Regions from separate parts of the Mus musculus genome. Here region 2 is linked to region 1. A link is a contact called in public promoter capture Hi-C data. All regions are on one chromosome and are shown on one strand. The core of a region is the stretch at or near the end of the contact, and the rest is flanking DNA. Distances in the headings are between cores, read along the strand shown.

Evidence for each region. Capture Hi-C pulls out chosen DNA fragments and counts their contacts.
Region 2: a promoter capture Hi-C map of adipose tissue shows a contact between it and region 1. The contact joins two enhancer-like sites. A contact is called at or near these places in 1 of 15 datasets of contacts at CTCF or cohesin (CD8 T cells), 1 of 484 Hi-C or Micro-C datasets (uterus) and 3 of 9 other capture datasets (adipose tissue, liver and pancreatic islet).

What each region holds. Positions count from the first base shown.
Region 1 is chr1:54,764,643-54,768,836 of GRCm38.p6, reverse strand. Ankrd44 (ankyrin repeat domain 44) reads left to right here. Exons shown (of 28, transcript NM_001081433.3): 5 at 1,853-2,053; 6 at 2,400-2,487. It overlaps 4930444A19Rik (a long non-coding RNA gene), which reads right to left. Exons shown (of 4, transcript XR_003948660.1): 4 at 2,483-3,248. Among named protein-coding and RNA genes, the nearest start is that of 4930444A19Rik, 85 kb to the right of the region's middle. Within about 2 kb of position 2,711, at least 34 of the 459 cell types and tissues checked have an H3K27ac peak or open chromatin away from gene starts, as enhancers often do. A contact at or near this core is called in adipose tissue, where this site is marked.
Region 2 is chr1:54,866,154-54,870,504 of GRCm38.p6, reverse strand. All of the region lies in intron 1 of Ankrd44 (ankyrin repeat domain 44), which reads left to right. Among named protein-coding and RNA genes, the nearest start is that of Ankrd44, 58 kb to the left of the region's middle. Within about 2 kb of position 2,889, at least 61 of the 459 cell types and tissues checked have an H3K27ac peak or open chromatin away from gene starts, as enhancers often do. A contact at or near this core is called in adipose tissue, where this site is marked.

The sequences.
Region 1 (4,194 bases), core at 1,462-3,961:
GCCTGGAAGTCAGTCTTCCACTAGCAGCCTTTGCATGAAGACATAGAACTCTCAGCTCTGCCTGTGCCATGCCTGCCTGGATACTGCCATGCTCCCACCTTGATGATAATGGACTGAACCTCTGAACCTGTAAGCTAGCCCCAGCTAAATATTGTTTTTTATAAGACTTGCCTTGGTCATGGTGTCTGTTCACAGCTGTAAAACTGTAACAAAGACAGGCACACATTAGAATTTGTAAGTGCACTTTCGCTCATCACTGTGCACTGAGGTCCAGTCAGAGGAAATGGAAGAAAGGATAAGGTTGAATTCTTCAGTATTGTAGAAGCCCCATTCTTTCCCAAGGATTTCTCTATGTAAGGGAGGAAAGAGACAAGGGCACCGTGCCAACCCCAAGGTAAATATCAGCTACAAGTGGAGATTAATTTCTTTTGATCTTTGCAGTTCTAGCAATGTTTTATGTGCAGGTGTGTGGGACCTGTGAGATGGCTCATCAGGTGAAGGCTTTTGCCATTAAACCTAAAGACAGAAGCTCAATTTCTAGAACCCACATGGTAGAAATAGAGAACTGACTCCAACAACTTGTACTTACACACACAAATAAATGTAAAAAAAATACATATTTATGTTTTACTCTAAAACAGGCTCATGGTGTATTGAGTATTTTTTTCAGGCTTCTGAGGGTGGGCAGTGTATATATCTAGTCTTTATTTGTGTCCCTGAATTTTACTTGCATCATCTAGAAGAGGTTCCCAAAGTTACTATACTTTTCATTTCAATTGTATAAGTTTCTACGTTTTCTTTTTGCTCACATTTTACTGTCCAAGTTAGCTGTTTATCTCCATGCATTGCTACTTTTGACTCACAGAAAACTCTTTTCATAAACATTTACATGGACTCAAAATGCTGATTTTGCTGAGTTCATATCAGTTATCTGGGACTTGCTATTATATAGTCATATGATAAAGTAGTTTGTCCTCTGGCTTCTATACTATAGGTAGAGCTGAAAGTTATAGGTGAAGAAATGGGTAAGCTGATTGAGTCAAGGAAAGGAAATCACAATCAAAAGTCTAAACAATTGTGTAAAAAAAAAAAGAAGATCAGAACAGCAAAAGAAGTTGCTCACTATAGCCAGGCTTGGTGGTGCACACTCATAGTCTGGTCACACAAGAGGCTCAGATGGGAGGATCATGAGTTTAAGGACAATCTGGGTTGAATTGTGAGTTCCAAGCCATCCTGGGACAACTTTCCGAGATCTTGTTTCAAAACAAACTAATGGAAAACCAAACCAAAACAAAAAAAGGTTTACTAATTGTAATGGAAAACTTGGAATCATTTTATTATAGCTTTAAACTGAGACAGCCACTAATTACGTCCTTTGCATAACAGCCTCACAAGATGGAAGGTCACATGTTACACATTGGCACAGAGCACCTAGATTCAAAACGTGGTCCAAGAATGTTTGACAGGCTTTGGAAGTTTGTTGGTTTATTTATTCCCAGACTTTTCTCATTTTAGAGAGCATTTTTTTTAACAGATCTTTTGCCTGATATGCACATCTGCACTCAGGTGATCCAAGAATGCCTCATCAGAAAACTGTGTCTTTAGAAGGTGAATGTCATCTCAGATGATGGGGGCCAGGCTTTTGACCTGAAAGAGGAAGATGGAGAGATTGCCTCATTTTGTGTTACTCCTCAGATCTCTACCTCATATGACTTGGCTTGTCCACAGCCTGCCTGGGAAGGCAGCAATCTTTCCTTTCTTAATCCAGTTCTTTTGTCCAGAGAAGCACCTTACCCACAGGAAGTATTGACTGGGCATTTGTCAGTGATCCTGAAAACTGTTTCTGTTGTAGGAGGCAGTGCAAGTATTGATTAAACACTCGGCTGATGTCAATGCAAGGGACAAGAATTGGCAGACCCCCCTCCATGTGGCAGCAGCCAATAAGGCCGTCAAGTGTGCAGAAGTGATCATTCCACTACTGAGCAGTGTCAATGTCTCCGACAGAGGCGGGCGCACAGCCTTGCACCACGCCGCTCTGAATGGACACATGGAGGTGAGTGTTCTCAGCATTGGGAACTGGGCCACACTACTCAGACCCTATTAGCCACAGATGGAACCACTTTTGAGACTTTATGTGAATGTGAGAATAAGAGAGGTATGTTGCTTGGGCAGTTATATCCATTTTCAAATCAGACCATAATGAGTTGAAACAGTAGATTGTCATTTCAGTCTTCTCCTTTGACATGAGCAGTGTAGCCTGTCTTGCTAGCCTGTCTACCTGGTATGAATCCTTGAGCTGCTGTTAGGCTTGATGCTAATTTGGTTTAGATCACCTGAAAGCAACAAGGAGCTGTCCTCATTAGAGGGAACACCAGAATTCATTGTTTGTTATCTTTCAGATGGTCAATTTACTCTTGGCCAAAGGGGCAAACATCAATGCATTTGACAAGAAGGACCGACGAGCTCTCCACTGGGCAGCATACATGGGTGAGTGCTCTGTGTGTGGAAAGCAAAGTGCCAGGGTCTTTGCTACCGTAATGGTAGGGTAAGGGCCTACTGTGCACAAAACCCTGGTTTTCATTCCCAACATATCATACAACAATTAAAGACCACAAGCAGATGACCTTGGCTACATATGCCATGGGCCTCTTGTTGACCATGTAGGACAAATCTGACTTAAGTGTTGGCTTTCACTTGAATGAAGATTTGGCCTGTTTTCCTGGCATCTGTAAAGTGCTCTACTTGGACAGTTGCCTTGTCAGAGGTTTATTTATCCCAAAACAGGGGGAGGATGACTCATGGCCTGGACCTCTCTGAACATTCTTCACTCTGGATTGGAAACTACAAACATTTCTTGTATGTTAGTTTGTTATGGCATCAAATAAAGTGTTTAGGAAAGAAAGCAGGCTGATTAACAAAGCAAGGACACTATGCTCCTTATCTTTGTGCTTCTAATTATTTTTGGAAAAGACAAAGGGAAGGAAGAGAGGGCAGCTTCCTCTGTATATGGAAGTGGAAGATCCTAGTAGCTCAGGCTTCTGCTGTGCTGGCACAAGTGGAAGCCCACAGACTTCCCTCTGTCCACTTCACTCAGCTAGAGTTGAAAAGATTGCATCTCTGTTTTGTCCTTTCCTTTCGATCCGTTGCAAAGACCTTGGATAAATGATAGTCCTCAGAGTTTATCCTCAATGCAGATATGAGAGGTGAATAACTAAGATCCTTCTGTGTGTTTCTGATTGGAGAAAAACCTGCAGTTAAAAAAAAAGATAGGGTTCTATCAGACTTAGATGCACACAAGCTGATATCCATCTATGGGCTATTGTTCTGCCAAATCCCAGAAGCTCCACACAATGGGACACAGAAGGGAGTACAGCAATGGTGGCCATGGGAATTTATAAACATCATGTGGCACACTAAAGGGAGATGCATCATAAAGAACTATATTTAATACAATGATATGTATAATATTTTCTATTGCTGTGGAAGATTCTATACAGGGAAGGGAAATTTGGAAAAAAAATACTGAAATCGTAGATGGTATCTCCAAGAATTAGTGATTATTTTTTATTTTGTTTTGTTTTGAGCATTTTTGCTTGTTTGAGTCAGTTTCATACGCATACATATCTGTTATCATCATTTCACAAATTATCATTACTTGTAGGATGGAAGGGAGTAGATTGGGGTGAGAACAAAATAAATCCCACAGCTACGGGTTTCTGAATGAATTCTTAGACTTACAGACGCCAAGAATCTTTAAATTTTGTACGAATTAACTCTGTGTAGGAAAAGACCTTAGACTGATCCTCCTTCCCCTCAAGTGCTGGAATTCCAGGTGTGTGCCTCCGTGCCCGCTCCTTCTTTCGTTCTTGAATAGCACAGACCTTTGAGTAGGCTAAAACCAATTACATCTTCGCATACAATGTACATGGAATGACTCAAAGAACCTGTGAGGGTCTAGCTTATGCTTTGCTGATGTGTGGTTAAAATATTTTTATGACGCAAAGAAGTCAAATCATTATTGCTCATGCCATCAGGTTATAAATAGGGTGACTTACAATCCTTAGGAGACAGGGGATAAAAGCTGGGGCAGGTAGCTTGAGTCGGCACCACGTAACTGAAAATATTTTTCTATATAAAAGATTTTGTAGATAAAGAATTAGATTTTGATAAAGCAAGCTATACCTCTTCCCCCCA
Region 2 (4,351 bases), core at 1,640-4,139, 100 kb before region 1:
GTCCCTCTCAGCTGTACGGAAGGGGGGATACTGTTTGGGGATGGGGACAACTTAGCGAGTTGGCAGGAGAGGCCTTTCAAATGTGAGCCAGGAGACGAAGTAGTGCATTTAGCTGGATGATTACCTACTAAAAGAACTTGTCACGAAGAAGAAGAGTTCATGCTCATGGATTCTCTAACACTAATCAGCACATTTCCTGGTAACAGGCGTTTGGCATATGAATGAGAGAAATGAATAATAAAATTTAAGTAAAGCTGTTTTGACCTATCCAGTTTTTATATATAAAGTAGTTAAAAAAAAAGTGAATTAAAAAAGAAAGGTGAGGGGGCTGGAGAGATGGCTCAGAGGTTGAGAGTACTGACTACTCTTCCGAAGGTCCTGAGTTAAAATCCCAGCAACCACATGGTGGCTCACAACCATCTGTAGTGAGAACTGACGCCCTCTTCTGGCATGTCTAAAGACAGCTACAGTGTACTTACATATAATAAACAAATCTTTTAAAAAAAGATGAATCATAAAAGAAAGGTGAATCAAGACAACACGTGTAAAAGGATATAACTTGGTAGAGTCCTTGCCTGCTGTACACAAGGCCCTGGGCTCAATCCCAAGCACAACAGAAGCAAAAGATCTTTTAAATTATTGGGGAAGAGAAACACAATGGGAAAAGCATGCATGTAGGCATAATGTCATTGTGCACTGTGTAAATACTCATATGCTGATTTCTGTGCCATGATATCTGGTTGCAATCCTTATTTTGAGAATCTCCTGTCTCAGTGTTATATAAACATACTTCCCCAAATATTCCCTGATTGGTCCATAAAGAAGCTGATCACTCAGTGATTGAGCAGAGGGAAGCATAGGGCTGGACTTCCTCCCAGCCAGGGGAGTGGGAGGGAGAGGGAGGGGGTGGGGACGATTTGCCATTAGAAGAGGGTCCAGAAAACACCCTGAGAATACACCTGGAGCAGGGAGAGCCGGATCAGTCCTAAAATGCGCGGATCTCAGGGATTTTGGCTGGGAGGTAGCCAGGTTGGTTTAGAGGACTGAAGTAGATTAATTGCTCAGTTGTGCCTTAAAGCTGTTAAATAAATCTAATAGTCCTATCTCAATTATTTGGGAGCAAGCCAGGTTAAGAGAAAAACTACAAAACTTGTAACTTTGCACTAACACATATGTTTTTAGAATTATTGTAAAAGCCTTTTCCCCCCAAGTTCATTTTATTATTATTTTTTATAACCTTTATTTTTACAGTCCAGTCATTAACCCCCTTCTAGTCCATCCTCCCACAGTTCCTCCTCTCTCTTCGAGAGGATGTCCCCACCCCCTCACCTCACCTCTGCCAGGCCTCCCCACTCCCTGGAGCCTCAAGTCTTTGGAGGGTTAGGTGTGTCTTCTCTCACTGAGGCCAGACCAGGCAGTCCTCTGCTGTATATGTGTTGGGGGCCTCATATCAGCTACTGTGTGCTGCCTGGTTGGTGGCTCGGTGTCTGAGAGGTCTCAGGGGTCCGGGAGACTGCTCATCTTCCTACGGGGTCACTCTCCTCCTCAGCTTTTTCCAGCCTTTTCTTAGTTCAACGACAGGGGACTCAAGCTTCTGTCCATTGGTTGACTGTAAGTATTTGTCTCTGTTTCAATCTGCAGCTTGTTGGGCCTCTTAGAGGACAACCATGCTAGGTTCCTGTCTGTAAGCACACCATAGCATTAGTAGTAGTGTCAGGCCTTGGTGCCTCCCCATGAGTTGGATCCCAAGTTGGGCTGGTCACTGGACAGCCTTTCCTTCAGTCTCTTTCCCATTTTTGTCCCTGCAGTCTCTCCCTTTGGGCTTTGGGGATTGAACACAGGTTGTCACGGCTCAGGTTTCTTTGTCCACTGAGTCATCTCAATGACCCTGAATCAGGGCCATTGTAGGGCTTGTGTCTGAAAGTGAATCAGCTTAAACTCTGTCGGAAGAGTGTGCAGGATGTCCTAGACTGAGGGAATGGTCTGTAAATATGCTGAGGAGAGAGGGAGCTGGGGCAGTTTCAGGAGGGGAAAGGTAGGTAGTTGGTGGTTGGCTCATGGCAAGCAAAAGCAGTGGGAACGACGGGAGCTTGCTTGCTGCTCAGTCACTTGTGTAGGGAATTAAGCGTTGTCTTTGGTTTGGAACTGATTTCAGAGCAGCCAGAGTTACAACAAGCGGATTAAAAAGCGTCTGAGCTTTTGTGTTGTTGGGTGTGAAGGTCTGGCATGTGTAGTTAGCGGCAGTTTGGTCAGTGCGATCTCCTCTGTGGTGCTTTCTCGTCTCACGTGGCTGTTCATTTGGGCACGTGCATGGGTAGGTGGGCACACATGGGGTTGATGCTGAGGTGCCAAAACCCAAACCCTTCTGTGCACTGAGAATTCAAATGCTAGAAAGTGTCTGTGAGCACATGTTGTCTGAGTACAACCCTTTCTTACAGAGATGAATTTCACAGTAGCGTGAGTACAGACAATTTTGTTTGGGAACCCAAGCTATGCTGAAATGATACTTTTAAAGTTAATGAATGCCAAAGAAAGTGAGAAGAGCAGAGGCAGGGGAGTGGTTGTTTTTGTAAATGTGTTTTACTTATAGATCAACAGATTCAGAGAAAAGATGATTTAATAATCTGTTCCTTTTTTGTTTTGAACAAACATAGTGTTTTGTGCCTTTTCTCTAGGCATAGTAGCTCGCACTGAAGTATTTGAGGGTGAGGCACTGTACAAGAACAAAGCTCTATTCTCAGGGATAAAATAAGACAGTCAGCTATTGTGCAAGACCCACAATCGATAGCAAGTGACTTAAAAAGAGTTGCGTTTGGTGTAGAAGCGGGTCTCCACAGCCTCTCCTCAGCTCAGTCACAGAGCTGCTCCCTCTGCCTCCTGGCCTCAAAGAACGCTTTGTTTCCTTCAATCTTCTTGACTTGTAGTGTAACAGTGGCGTCTCGCTACTCCCTGTTTTGTCTCTAATATTTCTGAATGCAGATGTCTTTGCTGCTGTTAGTTAAGGACAGAGTAGTGGACCTTCCTCCTTCCTCTCTGCCTCCCACCAGTGTAAACTTGGGACTGTTTGTACAGTGATCCTCCCCAGGGGGACTGTATTTCTGTAAGTCACTAGAACATTTCCCTTCCACTTTTCTCTCTATTTTTTTTCCTCCTCAGAGTCTCCCCGCTCCCTAAGTAGTTTGTTGCAGGAAGAGATTAGTAGTTCAGGATTTAGGTCAAGACTGTTTTTGTGATAAATAGAGAAAGAATGTGAAACTCCTTTAGAAGGTCCATAATAAGGATACAGGCCACACTTGTGGTAGCAGGCTGCTAGGAACTACTGACGTGCAGAGACCAAAGCAGGTCTCAGCGTTATAGGACTGAATTGAAACAAGAAATCTGTCTGTCTGTCATCCATTCATCCATCTATTATGCGTTATCTTTTAATGACTTTTTAGAAATATATTATTGCCTCTTTTAAAGCTCTTGGAAGGCAGAGGTTGGGTCTTCACACAGGGCTGAGGGCATGCCCATGCAGCCCATGCAGCCCATGCAGATGCCCATGCAGCCCATGCAGCTCATGCAGATGCCTATGCAGGCCATGCAGATGCTAGGGCAGTCTCTACCATTGAACTATGGCCTCAGCTCCCAGAGATTGAACTTTAAACTGGTTTTGAGTCCCTTTAAACATAAAATAGCCAAATAGTTCAGTATACTCAAGTAAAAGTAATTTTGCTCATGTAGTGGATTATCTAGTAATATAGCTAAGGAATTCGCATGCACCCTTCTGTAGTCTTGAGGGAGGAGATGGGAAGAAAGGGGAGGGAGGGAGGAAGAGAGTGCAGGGGGAGGAGAGAGAGAACAGAGGGAGGGGGAGAGTGTAAGCAGGGGGAGGAGAGGGAGAGGGAGCAGAGAGAGGGAGCAGAGAGAGGGAGCACAACAAGGGTAGGAGAGGGAGAGCAGAGAGAAGGAGGGAGGGAGGCGGGAGGGAGGGAGAGATCATGAACTGGAAGCTGAAATCTGTAGTTCCCCACAGGAGAGCCATGGGTAAAGGGCCGTACTAGGTATTTTCTAGTGACTATATTGGTTGGAGGTACTCGGTATCTGGGAAGAAACTATGGCATACATTTCAGATTGCTTCTCAGTAGTTTACATCCTTGAGCTTCAAAGGGCAATGGTGAGGTGTGGCAGGTATCACCGCTGCTCAACACAGGAAGGAGACTAGTGGCATAAGAGTCACAGAGCTAGCAAAGGACAGAGTCAGAGTGGATGGGGCTGTGTTCTCCTGGTCAAACCTGCCTGGGTTCTACTGTGGACCCTAGCAGGGAAAGGTGAGGAGGAAACATGGGCAGCAGAGGGGCCTCTCAGCCTG